Linked DNA regions of Rattus norvegicus: all the other regions are linked to region 1. The links are chromatin contacts, called in public Hi-C maps. All regions are on one chromosome and are shown on one strand. Each heading gives the region's core, a stretch centred on a gene start, on an enhancer-like site or on the middle of the called end of the contact. The rest is flanking DNA. Distances are from core to core; before and after follow the strand shown. Region 1 holds the start of Zkscan8 (zinc finger with KRAB and SCAN domains 8). Region 2 holds the start of Zscan12 (zinc finger and SCAN domain containing 12). Region 3 holds the start of Zkscan3 (zinc finger with KRAB and SCAN domains 3).

Region 1 (5,147 bases), core at 1,407-3,906:
CACCAATGGCTTCTTGACCTTTCACAGTGCCAAGATTCAGCTGCTCTACATAACCCTTTCACGATTTCAAAACCAGTACCACTTGGATGACTCTTACACATTATCAAGTCTGGCTGCCAGCACAAGGTACGACTGTGACTGCCTCTGGAACAGTTTCTCTGTACTCTCTGGAAACACTTCCCAGAAGATTTTGCCTCAGTGATGCTGGTATTATCTTAATCACTGCTAAGTCCTTAGTTCCAGTTAACCAACATCAATTGTCTCAGTAACACAAAAGGTTTCACTTTAGTGCTTCTGGTATCTTGTTAATCCCAGCTGAGTCTTCATCCGTACCTAACAAGAACAGAATCTTAAATCAAAATAGCAAAGGGTCCAGATAGAATCTTTATTCTTCCCTCTGAAATTTCACAAGCCAGGCCTCTGTCTTCTGCACTGCTCCCAACATTCTCTTCCAAGCTCTTACAGAAAGCTGAGGTTTCAATACTAAATGGTTCTTCTAGCCTAAATTTCCAGTCCTTCCACATTTCTCCCCAAGACATGGTCAGGTCTGTCACAGCAATACCTCATTCTCAGTACCAATTTGTCATAAGGTTTTATTGCTATGATGAACACCATGACCAAAAAGTAGGTTGGAGAAGAAATAGTTTATTTCCTTTTATTTACACTTCCAGATCATAGTCCATCACTGAAGGAAGTCAGGGCAGTAGCTCAAGCAGGCCTGGAACCTGGAAGCAGGAGCTGATGCAGCGGCCATGGAAAAGGCTGTTTACTGTCTTGCTTCTCCTGCCTGGCTCAGCCTTTGATGTTATAGAACCTTGGACTACCACCCATGGATGGCATCACCCACAGTGGGATGGGGCCTCCCCTATTGATCATCAATTGAGAAAATGTCCTACAGCTGGATCTTATAGAGCCATCTTCTCAACTGAAGCTCCTTCCTCTCTGACGACTCTACTTATGTCAAGTTGACACACAAAACCAGCCAGTTCATGTAAATTAATGTGGAAAAAGCTTCATTCAACAATCACATCTTGTTGGACATTATAGACTACACACTGGAGTGAAGTCCAATAAATGTACAGAGTATGAGAAAAATCTCAGTGGGCACAGAGATGTTATTCAACATCAGAGAATCCATCTAGCTAAAACCCTATGGCTACAGCAAGTGTGGAAGACCTCTGTGTAAGTTAGGCTTTAACTATATATCAGAGAATTTATATAATAAATAAGCTCTACTAAAAAGAGAAAAATACCAAAACTCTTTAATGTCCAGGATTAGCAGAATCTACCTTAGAAACCACAAGTGTCCTTAATTTGGACAAAACTTCAGTCATCATTTAAAAAGCAGAGAATATGAGTCAAACATTCTTTTATTTTAATTTAGTTGTTTTGAAAGAAGAATAAACTTCAGAAGGCTTTAACCTGTTGTGTTGACTTCTGTTTATAATCCCAAATTTATAATCACTTAGTTTATGCTTAAATCCCAACACTTGGGAAGGTAAGAGATTTGCCCTGAGGCCAGCTAGGGCTACAGAGAGACTTGATCTAAACTAACAAAACAAAAAAAGTAACCCTTTCCATGGTTCACTTGTGACCCAAGCTTTACAATTCCTAGTTGAATATCTACCTTCCGTTTTAGTTCATTGCTTGGCCATTTGTTTATATGGCACTAGGTAAGACATTCAAATGTCCTTTGCCTCATTTCCTCTAGATGAGAATGATATTCACCATCTCTGTCTTGACAAGTTGAAACAGATAAAAAGTGTCTTTGACACTAAAAAGTAAACCAGTGTTCATTGTTTTCCATCATTATCCTCTTTAAATTTTAAGTTAGGGCTCTGGTTATTTTGTATAAGTTGTTTCCAATCATAAGTATCTGGAGACTGAGAACACCTCACAGTCAAAGAAAAAGCATTGGTCAGTAGAAACTTTATAAATATAAAACTGTTCCTAAGAACTATAAAGGTTTAAATTTTCCTACCCAGTGTAGGTTCAGAATTTGGAGTGAAACATTAACGGGAAAGCACAATGTATCTAAGAAGAATAAAGATATGAACAACAATGCCAATCAACCAGAGGTTCCAGGGACTAAGCCACTACCCAAAGACTATACATGGACTGACCCTGGGCTCCGACCTCATAGGTAGCAATGAATAGCCTAGTAAGGGCACCAGTGAAAGGGGAAGCCCTTGGTCCTGCCAAGACTGAACACCTCCCCACCCCCGCAGTGACGGAATTGTTGGGGGGAGGGTGGTAATGGGGGGAGGATGGGGAGGGGAACACCCATATAGAAGGGGAGTGGGAGGGGTTAGGGGGATATTGGACTGGAAACCGGGAAAGGTAATAACAATTGAAATGTAAATAAGAAATACCCAATTTAATAAAGATGGAGAAAAAAATACGAAGAATAGAGAAATCTGGTGGGTATACTCCTGAGCTCAGCCCAGGCTTCTGGGTCTGCGATCAGCCACCCAACTTTTATCCTTGTCACCTGAAACCATAAGCTAGCTAGGCAAAAGCTTAGGTGACTTAAAGCTATGTCACACCTCAGGATGTCCAGCATAGCCCTCCACCTGGTGCTGCTGGCAGCGCTCCGGCCCTTTGCGGGCCTACCATAGAGCTGTCAGACCTCCGAGCTTCCTAGAGAGCTTCCGGAAGTGGCTGTGGGGCAAGTTGCGTGCTGGCCCACTCTGAGGCTCCGAGGGTTTGGAAGTTAGCGGCTGGAGGGGGTCCCGCTCGGGTTCGGTGTCGGTCGCGATTCCTCGCGCGCTTCCTGGTCCGCGCTGTGCGGCCTCCCGCCCTCGGGCAGCGTGGGGAGCTCTCGGTGAGTGCGCTGGGCCGAGCAGGGGCGCGCGGGCAGCGGAGGCCCGAGCGCGGGGAGCGGGTCGGCCCAGGGCCTGCGGCAGCTGAGCAAGCTGACTCCTGGCCCCAACTTCCCACGGATGGCTCTTTTCATCGCCAGTCATCTTGTATAATTTTGCACTCGCTCTTACTTGTAAAGCCGGCCGGTGTACCAACTGTTTCTACTCGGCAATTTTGTAGACCGGTCTCAAAATTCATTTTTTTAAAGATAATATTTTTTTTCTTTTGAAATCTCTGCCCCTCGTGGAAACCTTTGATTTTTATTACTCCTTTTTTTTTTCTACCCATAAAAGAACTGTATTCAGAAAATGATTGATGTGATGGCTGAACAGTTATTTGCAAAAGAAGTACTTTAAGTAATCCCGGGGTAACAAAATTAAACCTTATTCAGAATACTTTGCTTGCCTAATTTATTAAAGCTACTGATAATAGATGCTTGAAAACTCGGTGAGTTCCCATTTCCAAAACTTAAGTCATTCATGACTTAGATTGCTAAGGTGTTGACCACTACCTGACAACATACTTCTTTTTATTTGACAAATCCACTGAAGTATTGTTATGCAGCAGTCATTTCTTTTAGTGAATGCACGTTTTGAGTTCCTTGTAGTTAAATATAAAAATGTAAGTCTTAAAAGCATTCCTTGGGAAGTCCATACCCACACTGTGTGTCCGGCCCTCTCCTGAGTGCCTTTTCTCCTAACCCTCATGCTTAAGCCTTATTAAAATAACTTAAAATCTCCAAAACGAAAAAAAATTGAATGAATGCCATTTCAGATAACTACAAAGCATGTTTGTTTCATTTACTTTTCCTTGATCTCTAAAACCTGGAGATTCTCATTCCTGGTTTGTATTCAGTTCTCAGACATTTCTCAAGTTTAATTAATCTGAAAGAAAACGTCTCCAACATCTATTGAAAAGCCATTATTAAGTTGAGTTGTGCCTTTCTTAGTTGTCAAGGCTTTAACATTTTCAATGAAGCCTAAGACTGTTGCCTTTATGTTCATAAGTCAATCATCCTGACTGGATGTTCTTTAAGGATGATATGCAAGGACCAGTGTTTATCTATGGGTACTTTCCAACACTGCAGTGTGTACACACCAGATTATTAGAGGGGAGAATGGAAGTGGCAGTGTATTTTGATACACGCCTGTAATTAATTGCATGCAGTACTTGGGGGACTAAGGTTGGGAAATCAGTTTGAAAACAGCCTGAATTATAGAGAGAATTTTGTTTTGTTTGGGGAGGATGGGTAAGGTCCACTCATACCACATTACCCTAGTAGAGGTCAGAGGACAATCGGAGGAGTCAGTCTACTCTACTATGTGGGTCCTGGGGAAGTAAACTTGGCAGCAGGTTCCTTTACCTCCTGAACTGTTGTGCAGACCCCTGTGCCTTTTTAACAGTAGACCAGCCATACTGGATTGAGGACCCATCTTATCCAGTTATAACTTCTTGCTAATTTGATTATATCTATGTATACCTACTGTCTGCAAATAAAGTTACATTTATAGATACTACCTAAGGCATCCTTTTTGAAGACAATTAGTAGTATTATGACACATGAATTAAGAAAAGCAAAACCAAAATCAAGGAGAAGTCATCACTGCAGCCCTAGCAAGGGATGTATGTGTGTGTGTGTGTGTGTGTGTGTGTGTGTGTGTGTGTGTGTATACATGTATATGTATATATATTCACAAGAACAGAAACCATTAGTGTACATACTCCCCACAAAGAAAGGGAGTCATCAAAGTATCAAAATGAGCTCTTTGGACCTGGAGTTCTAGCTGTAGCCTCCGCTCTTAAAACAAATCTAGACACATTCATTCTCTTTTGTATTGTAAATATAGCTCTCTGATGTTCTTTAATTCTATCAATAAGATATGATTTTGATGAGGCATATGAAATTAAGAAAGCAAAACTTTTTTGCAACCAATAATTTACTAGTGTAAGAAAAGTAGTATGTGTAGATATAGAGAGTAAGGAAAATAAATAGTTTAGTCAATAATAAAAGTAGTCCAAGAAGACTTAAATGAAAAGAGATATTAATATTCGTGAACTGGAGAACCCTTGTTAAGGTATCATTCCTAATGTGATATCAATACTATTAAGATAGTATTTCTAAACTGAGCAATAGATTCAACACAAGTTCAATTCCAGCATTATTGGGAATCAGTAAGGTTATACTAATATGTGTATCAAAATTCAACAGCCAGCAAAGCCAAAACAGCTTCAAAAACAGAAAAGTTGCAGGATTAGAACTACTTGATTTTGAAAGTTTGTATCAG
Region 2 (5,147 bases), core at 1,391-3,890, 210 kb after region 1:
AGTTATAACAACCAAAATTTGTCTAAAAACTGTCAAATGTCCTCTTTGGCTCAGAATTACTATTGGTTGAAAACCAGCCTTGTCAGTTAAGACAAAAATAAAAAAGGTTATAAGTGATTCTTTCTTCTGCCTCTTTTATATAATTTTTATAGCTTATTTAGACTATAGAGAAAATTCTAGAAGACAATTCAAACTGAGTGGTTTATGGTCAATGTCATAGACTCTGTACCTAAATTTTCTTACTCAAACTTCACTTTTCCAACACGAATGGGCTTTCTATCCCTCAAACATGTATTCCCCACACCTACCCTCCCACCTAACTTTCTATTCTGGTCCAGTATCTCATTCATTCAGGATAGTGATCTCCACCTCCATCTTTTAACTGTTTGATGCAGAAATCAGGGCAGTGAATATATGTTGAATGACTTTTCCTGGGGAGATATGAGCAAGCTTCTTTTCCTTCCAGATAGGGCACTAACAAACCAACTAAAGATCCCATCTAAGCTTGGCCAGCCAAGAGTTCTTTGAGCTTGCTAATAGCATAGGTGGCATTTCTTAAAATGCCAGGGTGACAAGTCCCACTCTAGCACTGGTGAAGAATTCAAATTCACTATACTGAAGTTTTGCTGTCCATTAACAGATCTGGAGAAAGAGGGATTACCAGCTGGTATTCACCACCAATGTTTCTACTTGGGAATATTAATAGCCCCATAACCGTGCACATAGCTATCAAAGTTCTGTGGATTAAGCACAGGTCCTTCAACATACTAAACAAGTCCTCTAGCACAGAATCACATCTCCAGCTCTTGTTATTTTTGAGACAGGATCTTTCAATAGAGCCCAGGTTATCCTCAAACTCACAATCTATCTACTTCCATCACCCGAGTGCGAGCTGACAGGCACGTGCTCCTGCCCAGCTCAAAACCTACTTCTTAGTTACTTGTTTTATATTACATAATATACTTTACAAGAAGCTGTTTTCCAACCTATCACCACCATCTCTCTAATAACTGCTCCTTCTAGTATCTTCTTTCTGTAGTATACGCCTGTGTTTCTAACTAATTCATCAGACATAACTTTGTAACTTAGCACAGAAATATACAATCCCTCTGACAAAAAGGTATAAATAGACTAAGACCAGGCAGGAGTAGAGGTGTATACCTGTAATCTCAGCATTAAGAATGTGAGACAGGAAGATTACAAGCACAAGGCTAGGTAGGATGTGTAACATACAAGTTCAACTTCAAATTTCCATGAAACCAAAGTTCCCCTTGGAGCCACCTAAATGTCAATAAGCTTTGTAAACTAGTGGCATACTTCACAATTGAGTTTAGGAAACAGAACCCACATTTTCTTTTTTCTTACCCGGTATCCTAGTTCATCTAGTTCTCTCTCTAAATCCTCCAGCACAGTCACTACCTCCTCCACACTCTCAGGATTCTGCTCCTGCACCCAGGCCTGCAGCTCCTCAGGCAGGATGGTCAAGAACTGTTCCAGCACCAGCAGCTCCAGGATCTGCTCCTTGCTGTGCATGTCTGGTCGCAACCACTGATGGCAAAGTTCCCGGAGTCGGCTCAAAGCCTCCCGGGGTCCAGATGTTTCCTGGTAGCAAAACTGTCTGAAGTATTTTCGGAAGACGTCTCTGTTATAAGTGTTCTTTTGGAGGTTCCTAACTTGTCTGGTGGTATACTTACACTCTTCCTCCATTTTTATTTCCAAAAGTCCATCTTGGTTCTTACAGATCTTGGTATCGTTAGTGGATGCCATCATAGCTATATAAAAGATTTATCAGTGTTTCAAGTAATAACTCCTTGGTAAATTTTCTTACCGAGTAGACCTAAGGGATAAGTCATCATTACTAATACAAACTACAATAAGCAAATGGCACATACTCTTAAGATTTAAGTGGGAGAGTTGAAAGACTGTCCTCCCATTAATTTATTCTTATTGATTGGAAGTACACGAACTTTCACAAAAATAGACAAAAGTGACAAAGACGTCAAATTGTTTCAGGACTTTAGGGAGTAAAGTTTGGTAAGAAACTTACCTCCACTAACTCCTAAAGTAAACCACAACTAACTGAAATAAAAACAAAAAAATTTAGAATGAGCGGATGGCGTTGGGGAAGTGCTGCCTACCGTGTGAGATACCACAAAAGATAACGGGAAGAGTACAAGAATAGGCTACTCTTGCCATGCTGCTTTTGAAAAATTTCTGCATACCTGATACAAATCATATATACACAATACAGTCTCGCGAACTGGCTTTAGCTGAGACTTAATCATTCATAAAGGTTAAAAGATGGAGAAGTCACCGCTTTTCTCCTGCCCCTCCACTTCTGTAATTCTAAACCTAACAGGTTCTGCAGCGTGCCTAGGTCCCGACCGGCTCTGCGCCCCAGGCGTACCCGTAGGCGACCGCACTGCGGCCCTGGTGGCCTTTCCCTGGCTTCCAACCTCTTTCTACGAACGAGTCTAAGTAGCAGCGAGCATTCTCCCCTAGCCTGGAGCACGAGCTCGCTCACCGCGTAGCTCCTGCGCCGAGAAGAGAACCCAGCTCGCCCAGGAACCGGAAGCTATCGCGGACAGCCACAAAGGCCGGAAGCGGTGGAACCCGGTTGCTCCTGGAGCCACTCTAGGGAGCCACGGAATGCTACTCAGTGGTTTGTCCTTGTCCCTGCGAGAGGAGTTAGGGTTTTCGGTCTGAGCGTACTGAGCCAATCGCGATGTAGAGTATTCCTGTCCCTGTCTGGTTTTGCGTTTCTCTTTCGGTATCTCCGAGACACATTCTCCTGGATCCTTTCCAACTTAGCTATGCTTCCCAGTGTGGATAGTCTCCTCAAACCTAACCTGTGGAGTTTTGACGACCTTTTCAATAATTCTCAAGTGGCCTTACTTTATGCTGATAATATGAGCATAAATTTGAAAAGCCTGAATGGTCAATGGGAGAAATATATTAAAAGGATAATTTAGTAACTTAACAAGATACTATGAACACTAAAAGCAGCCTTCATAAGTACGAGTGTGAATGAAAAGGCCACAGCTACACAAGCAACAACAAAAAAATTCAAGTACAAGAGATATGCCACATTTACTTGGGGCCAACTTTAAAATACTCTTTAAAAGCCAAATACGAACATAAATAGGAAGCAATACGCTTTCTTGGGTAGAAAAACTCAACAAAGTAATCAGCGCTTCTTAAATATGTTTGCAACTATGGCATCCCAATAAACACAACTATTTCTAGGAATATATATATTAGTTTTTAATTTAAAAGGAGAGTAAAAAAAAAAAAAAGCCCTGAAAAAGAATAGTGATGAATGGTCTTATTGTACCAGAACATTCTGTGTTCTGGAAGTCTTCTCCCTGTTCTTAGGGAGCTAATGGACATGGAGAGGATAACCAAAATCCAAATATAAGCTCTCAAAGATAGTGATAATTTATTATCGAGCAAAATATATGTGGAGTGTGGCTTAGGAACATTGATTTAGATAGCCAGAACAAAAGAAAGTAGTAAATCAAGACAACTTAAAAAAAAATTGGTGAAAATGTAAGTTAGGTAGAAATGTAAATTATAGTTATCTGAAAAAGTCTTATCTTTTTTTTTAAATTTTGTAATTATATTTATGTACAGAAAACTTAAGTGTACATTTAACCCAGTTTAGTGGCAAGTTCTTTAGCCTTTGCCTTTTCCAGCTTGGCAACACGAGCCACGGACTTAGGACCCAGGACGTTGCCTCCCCAGTGGCGGCGGATCTCACCATATCTGTCATTATAATTGGCCCTAATAGCTTCCACCAGCTTAGCCAGAGCACCCTTGTCTTCTGAGTTCACCTGTGTGAAGGCAACAGTGGTGCACGTCTTCCTGTGGACCAGGCGCCCCAGCCTGTCCTTTCCCTTGATGATGCAGTAGGGCACCCCCATCTTTCGACAAAGGGCAGGCAGGAAAACCACCAGCTCAATGGGATCTACATCATGGGCAATCATCACCAGCTGAGCCTTCTTGTTCTCCACCAAGGTGGTGACTGTATTGACCCCTGCTTGGAGGACAGGCACTCTCTTAGGTGGGACGTCCCTTTTGCCAGCAGCTTTCTTCTCAGCGCGGGCCAGCAGCCTTTGCTTCTTCTCCTGCTTTGTCTCTGGCCTGTACTTGTGGGCGAGCTTAAGCAGCTGAGTCGCTGTTTGCCTGTCCAGGGCCTGGGTGAACTGGTTGATGGCAGGAGGTACTTTGAGCCGCTTATAAAGGATAGCTCTTTGCTGCTGCAGCCTGATGTAGCAGGGCCATTTGAGATCTCTTTTGGGCTGGATGTCCTGCCCAATGCCAAAGTTCTTGGGCCTTTTCTCAAACAAAGGATTGACCACTTTTTTGGCCTCCTGTTTCTTGACCACCGCGGAGGCCGGGGCCACTTTCTTCCCCTTGGCCTTCTTTCCTTTGGGCATCTTGCTCAGCTGGAGGAGAGAGAAAGAAGAGGGAATTCAAGTCTTACCTTTTGATTGGTGGAACCAGGTGATCTGTTAGTACATTTGAGAGAGATTTACCTAACAAGCAGCAGGTCATTAAGTCAGACACATGGATGGACAATGAATGGTTATAAAGAGAGCTAAATGTAGCAAAGGACAATTTGTCTCTAGACCTGAAACTTTAAAACTCTACAACTGACTAAGTTCTAATCACTCAATCAGTCTTATAGATCTAACACAAACGTGGCTGGTTTTTCCTTAGCATCATCAATTCACACAAGGTAGATATTGCAGGCCTAGATGGTATTAGGAATGGGCTCCCCTCCCCCTCATAATCAAGAATTGAAACAGCAAGACTCTGGTTACTGATCAAAAGAATAATATCTAGGTCACATTTCTGAGGCTATGAATGAAACATTGTTAATAAATGACTCTGCAAGCTTTATCAGCTAACTAGCCAGAGGCTTTCTGGTAAAGAAGAAAGATGCAACATTATCCCTTCATAAAATTCCATCCAAATGGAATCACCTGAATGGGAAAACACCCCTCAGGGAAAGGGTTATCAGTTCTAGAGGCTTTATAAATAGCTTTCCTACTGTGTAGGTTAACACAGTGGTCTCTTTAGCATTGTCCACTCTTGCCTTTTATTGTGTTATCCTCTATTATAGTCTTAGATTTTTCAAAACC
Region 3 (5,147 bases), core at 1,941-4,440, 180 kb after region 1:
TGAATCAGATCTCATTGGAGGACCTGAAACGCTGAAACTCTTAGAAGAAAAAGTAGGAGAAAAGCAAGAAATCTCTGAAGATGACTCCAGTCTTTCAGTAATTAAATATCAACAGTTAACAAATGGCATCTAAAGAAATTAAGAGCACTGACTGCTTTTTGAGAGGTCCTAAGTTCAATTCTTAGGACAGTGATGGTGTACTCATAAACATAAAATGAAACAAATAAATCTTTAAAAAAAAGAAAACATAAAGGAAGGAAGAATTTAAAATGTGTCTGTAGAGCAAAGGAAATAGTCAAGTAGAAAGCCTAGAATGGGAGGAAAAGATTATGATGAAGATTATAATGAAGATTAGATGGACCATATGATCCGGTTATACCACTGCTGAACATTATCCAAATGGCTCAGATAAACATAACACAGCGATAATTGAATATCAATGTTTATTACATCACTATTTAAAATAGCTGAATTCTGGAACTAAACTAGGTATCCATTCAACAGAGAAACAGGTTTGAAATGTGATAGATAGATAGATAGATAGATAGATAGATAGATAGATAGATGGGAAAGAATTTTTCAGCTATAAAGAACAAAGTTATATCATTTAGGAAAATGAATATTATTGGTGATAATCACATTAAGCAAATGAATTCACATTCAGAAAGACAGATATTGCATGCTTTCATGTAGTTCCTAATATAGGTACATAAAATCACTTGTGCTTATGACACAAAAATAGAAACCTAAAGTGGTGGGTCTCAACCTGTGGGTTATGACCTTTTTGGGAGTCAAATGATTTCTTCACTGGACTCACATATCAGATATACTGCATATCAGATATTTATATTATGATTCATAACATCAAAGTTACAGCTATGAAGTAGCAATGAGAATAATTTTGTGACTGGAGTCACCACAACATGGTGTCTCTTTGTGTGTGTGAGCCACTGTGCTTAATTGTGTTTGCTTGCATGATCATGAGTGCTTTGCGAGGATGGATCTCACTCTGTAACCCAGGACTCCATGCTTGTCTGGAACTTGGAGCCGTAACTTGAAGTGATTCTTTCTCCTCAGCGTCCCACAAGCTGGGGTTATAGGAATGAGCTAACTTCTCTGCCTCTCAACTATCTCTCCTTAATAAATAAAGCCTTATGGTTCTGTTGAGGCCTCTTTTATATTTTCTTGCTACTGTAGTGATTATCGTTTTTAGGTGATGTTCGTTATTTGTGCTTGTTATGAAATCAATGTTCGTTATTTGTGCTTGTTATCAATATCAATTTTGAAAATTTAGTAGCTTTGCTAAATTTGTTAAGTATAAGTTGAAGATTAAATTATCTTGGATTTTCTATAAAAGTCATTCAGAATGGTCCTATTTATTTATACTTAATATTTTAATTAGAAAGTGTCATTAGGAAAGGTCATCCAGAGAGTGCCCCACCTGGGGATCCATCCCATATACTGACACCAAACCCAGACAATATTGCTGATCCAAGAAGTGCATGCTGACGAGAGCCTGATATAGCTGTCTCCTGAGGCTTGGTTAGATCCTTACAAACACAGAGACTAATGCTAGCAGCCAACCATTGAACTGAGAACGGAGTCCCCAGTGGAGGAGTTAGAGAACGGACTGAAGGAGCTGAAGGGGTTTGCAACCCCATAAGATCAACAATATCAACCAACCAGACCCCCACCCCAGTGCTCCTAGGGACTAAATTACCATCCCAAGAGTACATAGGGATGGACCTATGGCTGTAGCCATACATGTAGCAGAGTATGGCCTTGATGGGCATCAGTGGGAGGAGAAGCCCTTGGTCCTGTCAAGGCTTGATGCCCCAGTGTAGGGGAATGTCAGGGTGGGGAGGTGGGAGGGAGTGGGTGGGTGGATAGGGGAGAAAAAATGAGGAAGAAAGTAGAGCACTGCTAGTTCATAGCCATTTACATTTGGAATTTGAAATATATAATTTCACTATTTTTGGACAAAAATAAATGGTTAGGCATAAAAAATGAAAAAAAAAGTGCAATTAGTAAATTTTAAAAAACATTTCCCTCACTTTTATTTCTTTTTCATTCAGTTTCTAAACAAACATTTTTTTATTCATTTCCCTAGGACTTCTTTGTGATGATACAGCAAATATAATTTTCCTTTTTCTTGACATTATAGAGATGTCAAACTATACAAGGACTCATTCTTTTGCTATCTTCCTTTAGTTGTCCTTGAAAAAAAAAATCACGTTTTGAAAGTCTCTTGGTGCTAGCGTCATCTTTCCTGGATAATGTAGCTACCACCACTGATCCGAGATGCCTCTCTTTACAACAAACAGAGACCATCACTAAAAACCCATCTGGATCGACAGCTCATGGAGGTCCCAGCCTCAAAAGATACATCTACATCATGTCTCCTGCATCTATGGCTCAGAGGACACGGAAGAAGAAGAGGCAAAAACAGATTGTAAGAACCAGAATCCAAGGAAGCCAACTGTGAACCAGTGCCTCCGAGAAGTGACTGCATAACAAGACTGAAATAATGCAATATCAATAGGCAATGTCAATATCATTAATTTGAAAGGGGATAAAATTTCACAGGGGGCCACACCAAACCAAAGAACTACTGGCAACTTCTGACTGCTGGGAAATAGAGAATTAGTCTCTTCCTGGGGTGAGCCCTCTTATTAGTTGTCCAATGCAGCTTTGAAACCTTGAAATCATATACACACAAACAACAATAAAAACAACTTAGCCAGTAGAATATATACGAATATATACATACATATATATGTGTGTGTGTGTATATATATATTGCTCGTGCACACCCACACACCTGAATATAGCAATAATAAAGAAAAAAGACTATCAGCTTGAGAGTGAGGGTAGGGGAAAAGACTGGAGGGAGGAAAAGGAGGAGGGAAAGTGATATAATTCTACTTCAGTTAAAAATTTTTCTTTTTAAAACTCTTTTTACGAAGCAACCACGAAGAGGAGGGGACAGATTGGAGGAAATAAAAGGAGGAGAGAAAGTGATGTGAGTCTACTTTTAAAAGTCTTTTTACGAAGCAACCACGAAATGGGGGTGGAGGATAGAGAGAAAGGGGGGGGGAAGGCGAATCATAGAGTGTCGCTGGTGCCTAGAGAAGCCGGAAGTGCTCTGTGCCCCGCCCCCCGGGGTCGGACTTTCGACACTTTTGTGACTGCGGGGTGCTACGAGGTGCTGCGTTCGCGGGTGGGTTCGGGTTCCCTCCTGTTACGGTCCTCCCGCGGGGGCCGGCTGCTTGCGGGTGGTGGGGATGGGACAAAACCTCTTCCTCCGCGGCCTAATGGCTCCGGGAAAATAAAATCGGTGGCTACTTGGGCCGAGCGCCGGACAGGGCCTCGGGCGCCTCGCCTCAGGCCGGTTCCGGGTGTCTGGTCAGTCTCAGGGCGTTTGGCGATGGGATTCTCGGGTCTTGTACTTAAGCTTTGAAAATGGGAGACGTCACAGTTTTGCTTTTCCTGGAGACAAGGTCAGTTCCAAGGTCTTTATTCTGGGGTACTGGAAGAGAGCCAGAACTTTGAAATCGGGTTGCCTGGTCGAATGTGGCCTCTGCTACTTGGTGACTTCTCCCAGTCCCTTAACCTTTCGGTGTTCTGCTATTTTAGGGGATAATAATATCGTCTAACTTACTGGATTGTTGTGAGGAGTAAATGGCTTCATTTGTGCAGAGGTGCTTAAAATAGTACCAGGCACGGGGTAATCTGCACAGTGTTTTAAGATAGCTGTTATTATTACTGTTGCTATTTCTAACTAGGACAGCACTTTCTCTGCGTTGATTAGCCTTGGTACTGTCTGTTGTCTTTTGAATCTTAAAGCTATTTACCAGTTCTCTTTTAATGACTGACTTCTGTATTTTAGGAGGGGAAATAAAACATTCTGGAAAAGATCCTATCCCACAGCAAAGACTTTGTTTTGTGTAGTGTCTTGTGATGCTCAGACTCACAGAATTTTAAAATCTTGGGGATGCCTTTTTTATTTTATTTTTATTTTTTTAGTGGGAGGAAGAGCTTGAGAAACAGGAGGAGCATCTAACAGTGAAGAAGGATAAGGACCCTGGTGTAAGCAGACATTGCTGTTTTGCTCGGTGCTGCGAACCTGCCAGCTTTCTGACCCTCAGCAAGAATCCTCACCAGCTTGAGAATCACATGGATGGTTGATAGATATGACTGATGATAGGTAGATCAGTGGTAGATTAGAGATCAATAGATCTGAAACCGAGTTCACACTAACATCCTTTGTTCTTTTTACAGGTGTTTAAAGCTAATATTGACCATATACAGTTGACCATTGTCATTGAGTTGATGCCCTTGGGATCTTTGAAAATCCTTTCATCTTCCTTCTTTTTCTTAAGAAATTTGGGTCTTTAACCTCCTCAGGGTGTACAGGGATCCCTGGAGCATTCTTTTGTCTATTTGTAACTTAACAAAAAACAAAAACAAAAACAAAAACCTTGTCTTTGGTTTACTTATTTGGCAAATGCTTGTGTTGGTAAACAATCTTCTGATCCTGTACCTTTGTACTCTGCCCAGTTAGTGAGACTCCAGATGGGAGGGCTGATGAAACGTGAGTGCATGAAATGATTGTTAAAAATGTATCAGTGTTCATTTTTCTCCCTACAGCTTCTCCCAACAGCACCACTCCCTTTCAGCCTCAGATCTACTCTTACCTCCCTTGGCCCCAACAAAATGCTTTGGACTGTACTCAGGAAAGAAAGAAGATAGGATTTTGTCTACTATTTAAAATTACATTAGTAAAGGTTTAAATGTAAGTCAGAGAGAAACTTCATTTCACCTGTAATAGTAGGCCCACCATTCAGCCATAAACTTTTAATCGTCTTCAGTCATGACTTACCTGCCTTTCCCCTTTTCTTCCCTTTCCTCCATCTGTCCCCATCTACCTCCCTTTTCCTTTCTTTTCCTGCTTTTCTTCCCCTTTCTTCCTTTCATTCTTTTTACAGAAAACTAGAGGCCAAGACATCAAATCCTTTCATCTGTAGGCACAGCAGTGTTATAAAGTAGGAACTTTAATTTAGACATACTATCGTGAGCCAAATTGACAGTAATTCCTTAATATTGCATTCATACTTTCCTGATTGACCCACAGGTATCTTTTTATA

What was found. A called contact is a pair of places that touch in the nucleus more often than the background predicts.
Region 2: a Hi-C map of liver shows a contact between it and region 1, with 3 times the contacts expected there. The contact joins the promoter of Zscan12 here to the promoter of Zkscan8 in region 1. A contact is called at or near these places in 3 of 12 Hi-C or Micro-C datasets (frontal cortex, liver and mammary epithelial cells).
Region 3: a contact with region 1 is called in a Hi-C map of liver, with 4 times the contacts expected there. The contact joins the promoter of Zkscan3 here to the promoter of Zkscan8 in region 1. A contact is called at or near these places in 4 of 12 Hi-C or Micro-C datasets (hepatocytes, liver and mammary epithelial cells).

The regions. Positions count from the first base shown.
Region 1 is chr17:47,732,464-47,737,610 of GRCr8, forward strand. It overlaps Zkscan8 (zinc finger with KRAB and SCAN domains 8), which reads left to right and starts at 2,657. Exons shown (of 6, transcript NM_001100574.1): 1 at 2,657-2,824.
Region 2 is chr17:47,946,290-47,951,436 of GRCr8, forward strand. Zscan12 (zinc finger and SCAN domain containing 12) reads right to left here and starts at 2,641. Exons shown (of 4, transcript XM_039096200.2): 1 at 2,525-2,641; 2 at 1,366-1,837. The coding sequence starts at 1,770.
Region 3 is chr17:47,909,751-47,914,897 of GRCr8, forward strand. Zkscan3 (zinc finger with KRAB and SCAN domains 3) reads left to right here and starts at 3,191. Exons shown (of 6, transcript NM_001012053.2): 1 at 3,191-3,220.